Linked DNA regions of Canis lupus: region 2 is linked to region 1. Evidence: chromatin contacts called from public Hi-C data. All regions are on one chromosome and are shown on one strand. Each heading gives the region's core, a stretch centred on a gene start, on an enhancer-like site or on the middle of the called end of the contact. The rest is flanking DNA. Distances are from core to core; before and after follow the strand shown.

The links. A called contact is a pair of places that touch in the nucleus more often than the background predicts.
Region 2: a contact with region 1 is called in a Hi-C map of amygdala, with 7 times the contacts expected there. The contact joins two enhancer-like sites. A contact is called at or near these places in 3 of 9 Hi-C or Micro-C datasets (amygdala, liver and tumor fibroblasts).

What each region holds. Positions count from the first base shown.
Region 1 is chr33:24,551,809-24,559,264 of UU_Cfam_GSD_1.0, reverse strand. FSTL1 (follistatin-related protein 1) reads left to right here. Exons shown (of 11, transcript XM_038582959.1): 3 at 4,949-5,053; 4 at 7,042-7,171. Among named protein-coding and RNA genes, the nearest start is that of FSTL1, 33 kb to the left of the region's middle. Within about 2 kb of position 3,889, at least 10 of the 20 cell types and tissues checked have an H3K27ac peak or open chromatin away from gene starts, as enhancers often do.
Region 2 is chr33:24,664,555-24,672,010 of UU_Cfam_GSD_1.0, reverse strand. No RefSeq gene overlaps it. Among named protein-coding and RNA genes, the nearest start is that of NDUFB4, 21 kb to the left of the region's middle. Within about 2 kb of position 4,885, at least 9 of the 20 cell types and tissues checked have an H3K27ac peak or open chromatin away from gene starts, as enhancers often do.

The DNA.
Region 1 (7,456 bases), core at 2,640-5,139:
GCTGGAATTAAAGTCTGGAGACCTTAGGCCAGGACCCAGCTCTGCAACTATGAGGTCTGAAGAGACCAGTCACACGCAGCCATGAGCCTCAGTTTCTTCTTCATCATTGGATGTTAAGTCTGGAAGTGCCTTAAAGGTAACCCCTGCCTGCCTATCCTAAAGGATTTGGAGAATTAAAAATGAGAGTAAAAAATTAAGGCTAATTGAAATTGCTCTACAGGTATAAAGTGTTATTATCATGCAATGGCTAACGGTTGCCAGGGAGAAAGCTGTTCCCCTAGTAACATTTGACAATGTTCCCAGTCAGCCCTTTACCTCTGGGGGAGTTTGCGTTGTGAAGTTTAACAACCACGAGACCAAAGCCCCAGAACATGGTTTACAACACGTAACGAAAACAACATAGAAGCAGGTCAGGGAGATGATGCAGAAAGTCAAAGCCAGAAACCCGATGCTTCTCCATTGGAAGCAAGTATTTTGTTGACTTTTATCAACATAATCAGTGTCCACATTTTCAAAACACACCCCTCCTGACCCCACTCAGTGAATCACATTTTCACAGGTATACCCCGACTTAGGGGTTTGCACATCTGTGACCTCACACTCGTAGAGCAATTCATATGCCAGTGTGGTTGTCTATTTAGATGAAATTCTCATATAGCCTTGGGACCTAATTCCTAAAAAAAACTGCATGGTGCTCTGTGGCCTCTCCCTGTGCCGGCCCTTATAGCTGTCCCCTCTGCCCACAGCTCCCTCCCTTGACTGTTCCCTCCCTGTAAGGGAATATTGAGGCTCCAGGGCCAGGCTGACCTGTCTTTCAGTCCTCACTTGGCTGTTGCTCATCATGTGGCCTCTGTATGTCACGGAGCTTTTCTGAATCTTAAATCCCTCCCCATCTGTGAGATGGGACTAAAAACAGATGCTGCGAGGACAGAGGTATCTGTGAAGGCCTCACTCAGTTTAGGTGCTATAATTCATATTAGCATTGGACCCTAGGCCCTTGTCACCCTCCACTAGTGCCTCTAGCCTCTCTCCATCCAGGCTGCCCTCCACTTTGAGTCTGAATTTCTGAGGTGGAAGGGACCAGACACCTTAATATTCCAAAGCACCACATTCACCTGCTGCCCTGCTTCTTTTCTGCCTTACTCACCACACCCCTCCCCACCAGGCAGACTTGTTCCATGAGCTTGTTTATGCCAGATGCATCATCTCCACTCAGCAGAGGCGTAAGACCACCTACCATGCCAAGGAACTTTCTAGGAGCTTCAGGGGTGCTCATGACATCCCATTACCCGAGAAGATAGGACTTGGAGAAGAGCTTTCAAATGGTACAAAGAGGCCACCTCTAGGAAGAAAATTTTCATTGTTTTCTGCACTAAAGCACGCCTGTGAGTGGGAACAACTGGGGAAGATTGACGGCTTCAGGTGGGACATTCTTTCCCAAGCCAGCAAAAATCCTGTTCTTTGTATCTGCTGCCTGTGGCTGTGGGGTGCTCTCCCCACCCCGCCCTCCCGCCTCCCACCCCACAGCCTCCCACCCACATCTCGATGGCTGGGAGGGTGGGGCTGCAGGAGCCAAGGCTGCATCTCTGCATTGCGGCGTTGAGTTCTGCAAGACAAAGAGAGAGATTGCCACCTATTGACAGATGTGCCACCTGCAAAGAGGGATGCCAGTGTGACTGGAGCTGCCCCCTTTTCTCTTTGGTCTTAAACAAGAAGGGACGGGGGTTGTTCACCCTTGTTTTTTTTCCATTCAGCCAGTCCTCCCACTCTCAGTATCCTGAGAATACCCTGGAATGCCAGGGTGACAGAGGCTGGGTGGGGACATGACTACCAAGGTGGTAACAGCACCCAATGACGCAGTTGTCCAGAGAGTCAGTAGCAACGGCAGCTCTCAGCCAAGTGGCAGGCACTCTGCTGCAGGCAGCTCGCCTCCTCTAATGCCCACACACCCCTTGCGGGGATTAATGTTCCCATTTCACACATGAGAAAACCGAGGTCTAAGGAAAGGTGCCTTGCCCGTTGCCATGGCAATGTAAGGAGCAGAGGTGGGATGTGGGAATTCAAATGTAGTTCTCTGAGGCACTTGTAAGCACTTTCTCACATTTGCTAATTATGCAAATCACACCCTGTCATAATCTCCTTCACCTTGAATCTTCTGGATATGAAAGTCAATCAAGGATAAAGGAACTGCTTTCCCTTTCGTTGAGTAGGATCTTAGCTCTGTCGTGTTATAGTTACTTAACCTCTAAGGCTCAGTTCCTTCATCTATGAAATGGGGAAAGTTAGGATGTCTAACTCATGGCGTTATTCTAGGGCTTAAGGGAGATAACGTATAATCCAGATCACCTAAGCAGAGAGCCAGGTATTTATAAATGGGAACGTACTCGTCTGCTGTCTGAAGATCCAGGTTAGAATCCTAGCTCCTCTCATTTTTAGCTTTGGGATCTTTGGGCAAGTTACTTGACCTTCCTGATCTTCAGTTCCCTCATCTATAAAATGAGGTTAATAATAGGCATGTCCTTGCAGGGTTGTTCCTACAGTAAGATGAAATCATATGTGTGAAAACACTTTGTAAATTTTAACTGGACTATTCAAATATTAGGCTTTATTTATTTTATTATTTTTTTAGTTTTTTTTATATTTTTAAAGATTCTATTTATTTATTTGACAGAGCACAGGCAGGGGGAATGGCAAGCAGAGGGAGAGGGAGAAGCAGGCTCCCTGCTGAGTAGGGAGCCTGATGCAAGGGATGCAGGGCTCAATCCCAGGGATCATGACCTGAGCCAAAGGCAGACGCTCAACCGAATCAGCCACCCAGGTGCCCCAGGCTTTCTATTTTAAATAAAGAGTATCTGTTTCTTCACATGATTTTGGAGGACCATTTCTGAAAAAATGGCTTGGGTTGAATTCAACCTGGAAGTTAAAGCTTTTCTTTTTCATACTTTAAAAACAGCAACAGAAGGTAAAAGAAGCTCTGTACTTGCCACAGGCTAGTCTGCAGGAAGCTCTGCTTGCTTTTCAGTTTGTGATGCCCTTCCCAACACCGTTTCATCTGCACAAGTCAGGGCTGGGACTGACCCCCATTTTATAGATGAGGAAACTGAGGTTCAAAGAATGAAAGTCGCTACTTAGAGACACACAGCTAAGTGGTAAAAGGTCGGCCCGTGGAGCTGTGAACTGGTGTCTTTAGAGCGTAGGCATATGCCCGGGCTTGTCCTTTTATGGATTTATTCGTCTGTATCTCTTGGCAAGAGTGTTATTTCATGAAGGGGAGAGGAGAATATAGTCTTATCTGAGATTTTTTTTACCCTGGTCAGCAATAGCCTTTCCCCTTCCTTTTTAGAGCTGCTTTTCCCTTCCCAGGCACAGTTAGGAGGGCCCTGCCCCGAGAATATGCTTGATTTATCTCCGCTCCTGGTTTAGGAAACAACAGCTCTCCAGGCTTCCCAGCATTCTGAGAATTACTTCCTCTTCTCTTCCCCGCCTGCCAGCTTTATTGAATTCGCCTTAGCAACATCCAAAAAAGAATGGGTTTAGCAACAGCATCTGAACCAATGAAGTGTGAGTGTGGCAAGAGTTTCTGGACCAATGGGATCCCGGCATGACAGGCAAGATGGCTGGGGAGAGACAACAATAACCTGGAGTTTGCAAAGCAGCCTCCAGGTGGCAGCAGACCAACTGTATTGGGCACAGCCCTCAGCTCTCAGTATCTACTTTGTTTTTGTTTTCTTTGACTTCTTAGATAGGAAACGTATACCAACTACAAGAATTTTAGTATTGCAAGCTTTGCGGGTGTGAGTTCTCTGCATGACATGGTAGACATGGCCTGAAGGGAGGCATCTGAGGCTCCCTGTCTGCCTTTACGCCCCCACCACAGCGCCTGCCATCTTTGTTGGTTTTGTCACAGCCAGTGCTACCCCAGTGGGCGGGGGGCCTGGGGGCCTGTGGTGACTGCTGCTCAGCAGTCACACAAGGGCTGGAGGAATCACATTCTCCTTTGTTCAGCCACCACCGCTGCTGGCCTGCATGACGAATGAGGTGGGGCTGCTTTTTAGCCACCAGTCAATGGGAGGGAAGGAATGTGTCATGGACAGAGTAGGGCCTGTAAAGACTCATTTTCAGTGGCAGAGACTGGGACCACTCCCTCCCTGTAGGTTCTGCTGCACACGTCTGAACAAGAATGTCTGACCACACGGGGTTTGAGGATAATTCTACTGTCTGTCGAGTGGTTTGGCCCTCTTGGTCTTGAAGCCAGAGGCAGATGTGGACAGGGGCTGAATTAGACCCTACCAAGTAATACCAATTCCATGTTTTGATGGTTTAGTGATCCTTCTTTTGTCTTTTGAAATGATACTCCCTTGAACACCACTCAGCGAGATTGTGGTCCTCCAGATAGCCATATTTCTCTCACAGGTCTCTCTTTCCGTCTGGCTTACTCTTCTCATCCTTTAGGAATTAGTTAAGCATCCTGTCTTTAGAAAGTCTCATTTGATTCTCGCCCTCCTTCCCCCTTTTCCGGATCCTGGTGTCCTGTTGCTGCACTTGCATGTTGATTTCTAAATGTCTCTTTATTTGTGAGCTTCCTCAGAGAGTCCTGGCACTCCTTGAGGACAGAGACAGTGCCTTTATAGCTCTTTACTGTAGTGTTGGCATAGAGGGGGGTATTCAGTAACCGTTTTTAAAAGAAAGGAAGCACATAAGAAAGAGACTCTTGCTCTTTAAGAAACAATCTGAGGGACTCGGAGGTAGCTGGGCCTGGGCTGGAGCAGTACCAGCAAGTCCAGGGCTGGCTGTTGGGGACAGATTCTAGCTGTTTCAGGACCCTTTGGCAACCATGAGCTGCAACTCCAGACTAAGACCAGAGCCTGAAGAGTAACTGCCACCATTGGCTTATGCCATGACAGGCTCATCTCTGTGACCTGGTTTCCTTTATGACTTTGTGTTTTAGGAAGAACTAAGGAGCAAATCCAAGATCTGTGCCAATGTGTTTTGTGGAGCCGGCCGGGAATGTGCAGTCACGGAGAAGGGAGAGCCCACCTGCCTCTGCATTGAGGTAAGTCCTGAGGTCACGAGCTAGAGGACAATAGGCCAGACGGCTACCTTGCTGCAGCAGCTGTCAGCAGAGCAGTGCCAACAATTTCATCACCTTTATAAAAGCATACGTCATCTATTGAAAGACAAGGGATATTCTTTTTTTTTAAATTTTAGTTTTATAAGATTTTGTAGCTTAAAATTTTAATAATGCTTTATTAAGTTAATACATTTGTATAAACATAAAATTAGTAATCTTCCCCATAACCCTCAAATCCAGTTAGTCTGAGATGACCAGTGTTAATGGCTTGGTATATATTATTCCACTTTTTTTCTATGCTACTATAAGTATACAGGGTTTCCCCTCCTATTTTATACAAAAATAGGATCATAATAAATATTTTGTAATAACATCATATTTATGCAATAATTTTCCCATAGATGGACATTTAGGTTGTTTACCACTACAGACAGTAAAACCCAGTATAAGGATATACAACTATCCTTAATGCTGCTGCTTTATTTCTATAGGATTGACTCCCAGTAGGGCTTGCCACGTCAAAGGATATGCATTTTTTTAGAAAAATACTAGATGAAATGAAGATTTTTTTAGTGGGTCTTGTTTTTAATGAGGTTTAAAATGCAATGTGAGCATTTGAGAAATACTTCTTTTGTAAGTAGGATTCTAACAAGGTCTCACTCTTCAGGCAAACATAAATACCTTCCTTCCCTTTTCTGTCAAACCAACACAAACCTAGAACTATATCTGTCTTTCTGCAAATAAATACACCCAATTTAGTTCCCAGGTGAAGGATCCTGAGCATTGTCCAGAAAGGAAGACCACCCCCCAGCTTAGAAACCTGAAAACAGGACACACTGGGAGCCTTAGGAGGACCTTGCCAGAGGTGTACCTGGCCACTGTGTGGTGGTATGAACCTGAACTTACAGTCAGGAAACCTGGCATCTAGCCTCACCTTGACCACATAAGATCTGTGTGATTTTGAGCAAGTCAGTTGTCACTGGACACTGTGAAAACAAGAGACCATGTTTATCTGGCATGTGGAATATTTAGTAAGAACTCAGTAATTGATATTGGTTAAATGAAGTTTGTCTTCCCAGGCTTTGGTATTTTCATCTAAAATCGGAGAAGCATGGCTACCTTCCAGCTCCCAGTGTTCCATGCTGCTTCTTACCAGATCTGCTCTTTCTTGCTTTGGTACCTTTATCAGGGCTGAGCTGAACGTGGTTCCCCCTTACCAAGCCTTTCAAAAACCAAAGAAGCCTAAAGACACCGGGCTTGCCTGTGGCCATGGCCCTTGAAATAGCCAACAGAGAACCGACTTGCCAAGTGAACTTTAGTCCATTTCCCTGTCCGTAACGATTCTCTGTAGCACTTCACAAAGACCCAGGCGTCTCCAGCCCCATCTCCCAACAGGCCTTGTGAGAGCAGGAGGAAAACAGAATGGCCCCCAAATACTACACAAAACAAGAGAGCAAAAATCCTTCTAGTTAAACCCCGAAGGAACTGAAGAATTGGAGGGAGGGAGGGTGTGTGTGGGCACGTGTGCGCATGCGTGCACCTGCCTATCAGTCTCCACGTTCCCTGCTCTCAATCTGGCTCTTGTGTCATAGAATGTTGGTGTTTTAAAGGATCTGAGTTCATCTAAAGACCTCGAGTGACTTTCTCCAAAGTGACAGAGCATTCACATTCCTGACTTCTAATAAAATGCCCCCGCTGCTAATTTGATAGGGTCAGGGTGGTCTGTTTCTTCACTGAATGGAAGAGATGACCCTGAACCGGGATCAGCCCAGGGGACCAGGCAGGGCTGCAAAATGATGCATGCCTCCAACCTCGAGTGGGGTAGAGTTCCCGATGCCAGAGCTGAGGCTCCCTATCAGGGTGCACCCACAGGCTGCACGTGTGTGTGTGTGTGTGTGTGTGTGTGTGTGTGCATGCATGTGTGTGTTGGCACCCTGATTGCATGGACATCCTCCTTGGGTCTGTTTCAGCAATGCAAACCTCACAAGAGGCCTGTGTGCGGCAGCAACGGCAAGACCTACCTCAACCACTGTGAGCTGCATCGAGACGCCTGCCTCACTGGATCCAAAATCCAGGTCGATTATGATGGACACTGCAAAGGTAAGGTGTGCTCTTACCACCATCTCCCAGCTCCAGCCAGAGGAGCCAGGGGACACAGCAGTGTGACCTGGCTTCCCAGAGCCCTTTCCACTTGACCACAGCACCCAAAGCCACAGAGGCCACCCAGCTCTTGGCGCTCATGAGCCTATTGGCTTCTGCCCAGGGTTTCCGGCATCAGCTTCCCCGGGGGCTTCCAGGACTGTCTGCAGTGGATAGAGTACCACATCAGTAATGGAAAATAATAAAGAAGGGTTTAAATGAATTCTTTACCTTTTTAAAGCAGAT
Region 2 (7,456 bases), core at 3,636-6,135, 110 kb before region 1:
TAATAGGTATTTTGTGTAGCTATTGCTGTTGGGATCGTAAGCTCCCGCAGGACAGAGACTTTCTCGCTCGTGCTGCATCATCGATGCTAAACACAGTGTCTGGTACGTAGTAGGTGATAGATGCACATTTACTAAAGGAATAACTGAAGGAAAAGACCAAGCTTTAAATCCAGATCTGCTCAACTCCCAAATCTAACTCTTACCCACTGAACATATATAATTTCTGAAAAACAATTGGTAGTTGGCCAGTTGTTCTTATCCCCTTTTTCACCACGTAATTGGAAATGTTGTGACCTCTGGTTTCAATGTCTGTTTGAAGCTCTAGCTACATAATTAGTTACTGAGTTCCCATCCCCTGGCTGAATCTATAATTAGGCAAGTTTTTTAAGACATAGTCCCAGGTTCCCTAAAATGCGTAGCAATCACCCAGAGGACCAGACTTGAAGAATAACACAGGGCTGGAAAATATCTTATCATACTCCAGTATCATCGTGTCCCTGTTCACCTTAAGCAATTATAGAACAAAAGGGAGCTTCTTTTTTTTAAATCAGTAAACACAAATTTTAAAAGGCACACTTTCATAGTTTTTTCACAGCGCATCTTAGAAATGAAGCAAATTCTGACTCACTAGTACACAATGCTGTTAATGAATTCCACTTTCTGTCCAGGACCTGGGTGAAGGTAAGAGAGGAAAGATGTTTCAAGCTTGTTGCACTAGAAGGGCACGCTTCCGTGTGCCTGGGATCTTGCTCTACTTAATGCTTCAGGACTTAACAAGGCGGGCCCAGTGATGTGTGAATGGGTGGTTCTGATAGAGACAGTGAGCAAAGTCATGTCTCCTTGTCCTTCTCACTCAGGGACACTTCCTTTCTGGGATGTTGACCGAACCAGGGTACTTCCCTAGGCCTCGTCAGCTGTACACTCATCTATTTCTTCCTTCCTCCACTTTTTCCACATATTTACCAAGAGCTCTTGTGGGCTTAGCCTCTTTGAGGTGCTGTGGGAGCTACAGTAAGAACAGGGTATGAGCCTCTAGATTTTTGTGACCGTTACTGATTGCATATCTGGAACTCGGGTGTGACCACGAGGCCCCCTGGCAGCTGAGCTGGTGACTTCATTACTATCCCCTTCCCTCCTCATCAGCTCCTGAGATCTTGGAAAGTCTGTCTGGTTATTATAGCCTGAGGAGTGTGGTTCTCTCTTATATCCCTCTGTCCAGGGGGACACCAGGACATCAATGCAGATGTGACCCTCTTGCCTTAAATGAAATAGCACCCATGTTACCATGCCTGCACCATCAGAGAGGTGTCAACCCTCTACGAGTTAGCCACTTGAAGAAGATGCAGAATCGGTTCAGCTTGGTGGATAATTCTCCTTGCTTTCCATACTGGCTTTGGCCACCTCTACTTCCAGCCTACACTGAACTACTAAATATACATATATATTTGCTTGGTGGTAGGATGGGTCTCTCAGAGGTCAAATATTTTCTTTGTAGTCTCCTTATTTCCTGCTCTGAGTTTCCCTCTAGAACATCTGCCCTGGTCAAAATCTTTTTTTTTTTTTTTTTAAGTAACAGTTTTATAGCATGCAGTTCAGTGCTTTTTATTATATTTGCTGAGTTGCATATCAGCACTAATTTCAGAACGTTTTCATCACCCCCAAAAGAAATCCCAAACTCATTAACAGTCACTTCCCATCTTCCCCTCCTCCTGGTCAATGACTAATCTATTTTGTTTCTCTGAATTTGCCTATTCTGGACATTTCATATAAATGGAATCATACAATATGTAGTCCTCTGCGACTGGCTTCTCTCAATTAGCATGCAAGTTTCAAGGTTAATCCATGTCGTAACATGTATTAGTATGTCATCCCTTTTTTGACTAAATAATATTCAATTGTATGGATATACTGCATTTTGATGGATAGACTCCATTTATCAGTCAGTGGATACTTGGGTTGTTTCCTTTTTGGGGCTGTGATGAGTAAGGCTGTTAAGAACATTCGTGTACTGGTTTTTGTGCAGACGTATGTTTTCACTTCTCTTGGGACTATATCTAGAAGTGGAATTGCTAGGCTGGCTGAAATCTTAAGGAAACATTTCTAATAGTCTTCATTCCTCTGTGTTTCCCAGGGAATACGGTTTCTCTATATTCATCAAACAAAAAGGAATGACCAACAGCAAGAACTCCTTCACCAAGTCCTGGACACAGCACCTGCTTTCCCAAGTCAGTTACGCCTCCACTCTACACAATATGTGGCTTTGAGTGACTGTGGCAGGTCTGGGGATGGGGGCGAGTCACTGCAGTGATTCACATTGAAGAGCAGCTTGCAGCGCCCAGAGAGGGTGTGCAGAACCAGCCTTTTCTGCCCAGGCTTGCATCTTATAAACAGAGGAACATGTATAGTCGTCATTCCCTGCTTAGAACTGATTCCTTGAAACCTGGTCTCTCGTATGGTGTCCAAAATCTTGGACTCTGATCTCCAGGGTTGTGCATTGCATGAAATAAGCAATTTGCAACCTTGGAATCCTAAATGCCACCCCTCCACCTCCCCATCAACTCTGCAGGCTTCTGTTTCTAACTGAAGTCTGCCCTCTGCTGGTCACAGGCAGCCCAGACCCGCAACATGGAGCGCTGAGCAGGTTTCTTCTAAAATCATTTCTTCTTCTCCAGGAGCATTTAGGAAATTGCTACAATTGATCCAGCTGATAGCAATACAGAGAAAGGACATCTTCCGCAGAGTGTTCCTCTTTTATTTTTTACTTTTTGATGTTTGTGAATTTTTTCCCCCTTTTATTCAACAGAAGCTGAACTGGGCCAGTTTCAGTTACCTATGAGCCGCTTTCACTTGTGATAAATAACCAATATTTGTATTTATGCAGTGCCTGCCAAGGCCCTTCTGCTCCCATTGACTCGTGAGTCACTACGATATTCTTTTACAGTAGAAGTGGCCAAGGGCTAGTCGAGAAGGGGGCTAATATGAAGTGTGGGCTGTCAACTGTCTATCTAGTAGTTTTTCAGAGGTGGTTGGTAGACTGCCTTGAGACACAGAGACCGATTCTCTTCAAGTTCTGTGGGATATCTGCTTGCCCTATTGGAAAGCTGCAAGGCATCAGACATTGGGGGATCCCAAGCAGACAGGGCAATCCCTTCTTTCCCTTCCTTCCAAATGGGCACTCTGGCCGGGGAAACAGATTCAGGAGGGACGTGAAAGGTGAGTTGGAGAGGAAGCCAGAGCCAGGGGAGACCAGGAGACAGTGTGAGCAAAAGGCTGCCCCAGTGACAGGAGGAAAAGAGGGAGCCAGAGGATGGAAGGTACGCACGCAGGGAGAGCGCAGGGGACTAGCGACTGCTTCCCTGAGGGCCATCCCTGCTTTCTACAAAACATTTAACTGTAAAAAAAAAAAACCTTTTCTGTTTTCAGCTAATAAAGGAAATGGAGTGCTTTCTGATGTTCTTATCCAGAGTCCTTGAGAATAACCCTATAACTCTGACCTAATCTTTTAGAAACATGCACACTTTCTGCCCTGAAAGAAATGCAGCACTTTTATGAAAGAAAATGCAATTTGGGGGAAGATTGTTTGGGCTTTTAACCTCCGAGTAGGTGGGAGGCAGGGCACTCACAAGGATTTGGTATGGTGAGCATACATCCTAGCCAGAGGTCTAGAAATCTGTCCCCCTTCGCCGAAGTACAGCCATGGAGGGGACTCCGCTGCCTAGAGCCCCGGCTGGTCCCGCTGCTCAGCCCAGGGCCACCCCCCAAAGTCCCACCATCCCTGTCAGCCTCCTTTGGACTGCAGAACCCGAGACTTAGGGGGTGACAGCGATCCTGCGTCCTGATCTCTCTCTTCCTCTCCACTTCCCTCTTGCCTCCTCCTTCACCTCCTTCCTGGTTCTCTGGATTCTAGCTCTCGGTGACTCCAAACTCATCATCTGGGGGGAAAGACAGAGGGCCTACTGTGTTCCCCTGGCTGAGCGCTGCCCCTTTAAAATCAACCTTCAGGGCAGCCCGGGTGGCCCAGCGGTTTAGTGCCTGCCTTCAGCCCAGGGCCTGATCCTGGGGACCCGGGATTGAGTCCCGCGTGAGGCTCCTGCATGGAGCCTGCTTCTCCCTCTGCCTGTGTCTCTGCCTCTCTCTCTCTGTGTCTCTCATGAATAAATAAATAAAACCTTTAAATAAAATAGAGTAAAATCAACCTTCAGTTGTTGGGGGGAGTTGAATGGGAGAGGAGAGAACCAGGTCTTCTGCTTTTCCTCCCAGAGATAAAAGCTATTCTTAGCAAGTAAAATCGGCTTGGCATTTGGGGAGCCTCGCTTTTCTCTCCTTTCCGCCCCGGGGGTTTTGCCATTGCCCTGCCTCTGCCTCCTGCAGAGAAGATGAAGGGGAGGAAGGGAAGGGGGAGGAGGGAGGCTCTCCTCGGGACTTCTGGAAGCCTGGTCCAGGTGCAGTGCCCTCAGCCCAGCCCCAGAAGGCCGGTGTCATTCTAGCGGAGGGTGCGCTCGACCTGCCCCCGCCTGCGCCCCCACTGGGGCGGGGCCCTCCCTGGGCCTGGAGCCCGGGGAACCCACCCGGGCATTGATGACCCTGCCTCGGGGCAGCCCGGGTGCCTTCAACCCTGCTCGTGATCCCGGGGTCCTGGGATCGAGTCCCGCTCCCCTGCAGGGACCTGCTCCTCCCTCTGCCTGTGTCTCTGCCTCTCTCTCTATGTGTGTCTCTCATGAATAAGTAAATAAAATCTTTATTTTTTAAAGACCCAGCCTCAGACACCAGGCTTCCGAGACACTAGGATCTCGGGGAATTACAAGGAAGCAGGCACGGGTGGGCAAAGCCCGGGACGGGTCGCCCGCTCCCGCGGCGCAAGGCCGCAGTTCCGCGGCGCGGCCGGCAGGGGGAGCTCGGGCCGTGTCGGGCCCAGCCGCGGCCCTTCTGCTCTCTCTGGGGTTCTCGCCCCCGGGGTAGGGGGGCGGGGGGGGGCTCGGTGCACGGGCTCGGTGCACGGGCTCGGTGCAGGGCGGCCTGCTCCTCACTCTCGGGGCCCCGCTGGCACCTCGCAGGGCACCGACTTCACAGGCCTCCCTCTGCCCCCCACCCCCTCCCCCACACTGTCTTCTCGGCCTTGGCCTCCCCTTCTCAAGCTCTCTCAGGAGCCCCGGCTGTGACTCCGGTTCCCTCGGAGTCTGTGTTTCTGTCTGTGCTGCTTCCGAGCTCTGGGGATCGTCCTGTGCGCGAGAACGCGGGGAAGCGAGCGAGCCCGTCTGCAAGCCGAGCTCCGCAGGACGGTGATGCTCAGACCACGATGGATGCTGCAGGCTGCGCATCCCGGCCCTGCGTCTGCTCCCGGGTCTCTGACCTCCAGGCCTGCGCCCCCCCCCCCCCCCCCCCCCCCCGCCAACCCGTGCCCCCCAGTAGCTGTCTCCTTCCCTGGCCAACTGCACAAGGTCTTCTTCCAGGCAAGATGCCCGCAGCAGAACAGCTGTAGCTCTTGTGGCTCCGTACTTTGTTTCTTAGGTAAGACCCAGGCCCCTCATTTCCAGAACACCCTGGAACTCTGGTGGGATGAGGGGTTGAGAGGCATCCAGGCAGAAAGGGGAGAGACTCAGCTTTGCACTTTGGCTAGAGCCTCTCATTACCCAACATTCAGGTGCTTGGCTGTATCTGGTCCACTCTGCCAGAGTATCTTCATCCACGGAGACTTTCTTTCATGTCTTTCTTTCCAGACTGACCCTCAGGGCCCCGCCAATCTATCATGCAATCTGGGCCCATCTGACCCTGTGCGGGAACAGAGATTCATTTCTTTATATCTGGGCTTTTGAGCCCTGGATAATTAAGAAATGCAATCGAGCGTGTGTTTTAAGGTTCTAAAACATCCCATGAGCGTCAAGAAGCTCCCCCAGCTTTTGAAGGAAGGCAGCTTTGCCTGAGCCCCGAGCATGTATGGATGGCTCCTGGGGCAGTGATGCTCAACAGAAGCTGTTTCAGTTTCAGTTTCCCCATATTTGGGGACTATGGTGGTGGTGGCCAGGCATCCTCCTCATCCGACATATTGTGGTCCCTACCTCCAAACCTATTTTGTTCTATCCAGGTTCTCATTATTTTTCAAGATCCGAATCATATGTGTCCCTGAGAGGCGGGTTCTAATATTAGATCTGGTAGGATGACATACTCTTCAGTCTGAGCATTTTAACTTCCTTTAAGCTCCTGGATTCAAGGAAAGTGGTGGTGTTAGGATCTGATCACACTTGTCTCTGCCCTGCTCAGTTTTGGTAACCATCATCATTTCCTAGTTCCAGAACCTATTTGGACCAAGTTTAAGACCAAAGTAGGGACTAAGGGGGAAGATAGGCAATGCAGTGCAATCCGGCATTTAAAGATATTTACCCCTTGTTTGCCCTTGCTAGGCCCTGGCCATCCAGAGAGCCTGAACAAGACATAGGCCCTGTCCTCAGGGAGCAAATGCTTCTACTGGAAGGACCTTCTGTGTCTCTGAACCGGAATGAAAATGGAACTGCTGCAGAAAAAACCCCGTGCTGCAAAATGCTAACATCATCAGGCAGGTTGCTTCTGCAGTGCAATCTATAATCTCTGTGACTTTCAGAACCAAAAGAATTGCTATATGACTTTCTAAATTAAGCTTTAGCATTACTTTGGAAATTAACAAAGCATTCCTTCCCACAGACACTGTTCCCAAATTAAACATTTTGTGCTTGTACAGCTGTTCAAATGTTGGGGAATTGAAGATGAAAAGGTTCTTAGGAAGGGAAGAGAGGTGGGTGCCTGGAAAGGAGAGAGGAACACTGCAGGGGAGTTCTTGGAGGGGGAGCTGGAGGTCAGGTAGCAGAGATTATAGAATGGTTAGAGAAGTTTATAACCCAGTTAGTGAGTACATAAAATGTTTTTAAATTATTAGGTCTAGATAAATGTAGGTTAAGGGGGCCCATTATGATCAAGTATTTAAAGGCATACATTTAAGTGGAAAACTTGGGGAGTGGCTATCCCCCACCTCTAATCAGTAGGAGCCGGAGGAAACAGAGGAAATAAACAGAAACAGTCAAGATGGTATTTTAACTGTGGGTCACTGTGAGGCCCACTTTTCAAGATTTGACAACAGTTCAACACTAGAATGGGCCAGAGGATGGCTGGGCACTCTCCCCTGGGGGTATTTATGGAAAGAACAGAGCCTTTGGGTTCTGCAACATTGCAGGTTTCATCCAGTGTAGAGACAGAGGCATGTCGTGGATGAGCTAGCTCCCCAGGTTCTCTTCTAGACAGGGAAAGACAAGAACTCATCTAGGATCAGAGGCCTTTCACAGCAGCTGGAGTGAAATGGACAGCTGGAAGGCCCACAGTCCCCACTGGCCCACCTCCCACCACCACACCAGAGCCTCTTGCTTTAAGCCACCTCTGTGTCATTTGTTTCTTGAACTTGTCCCTAGATCTTCCCTTGCAAAGATGTGAG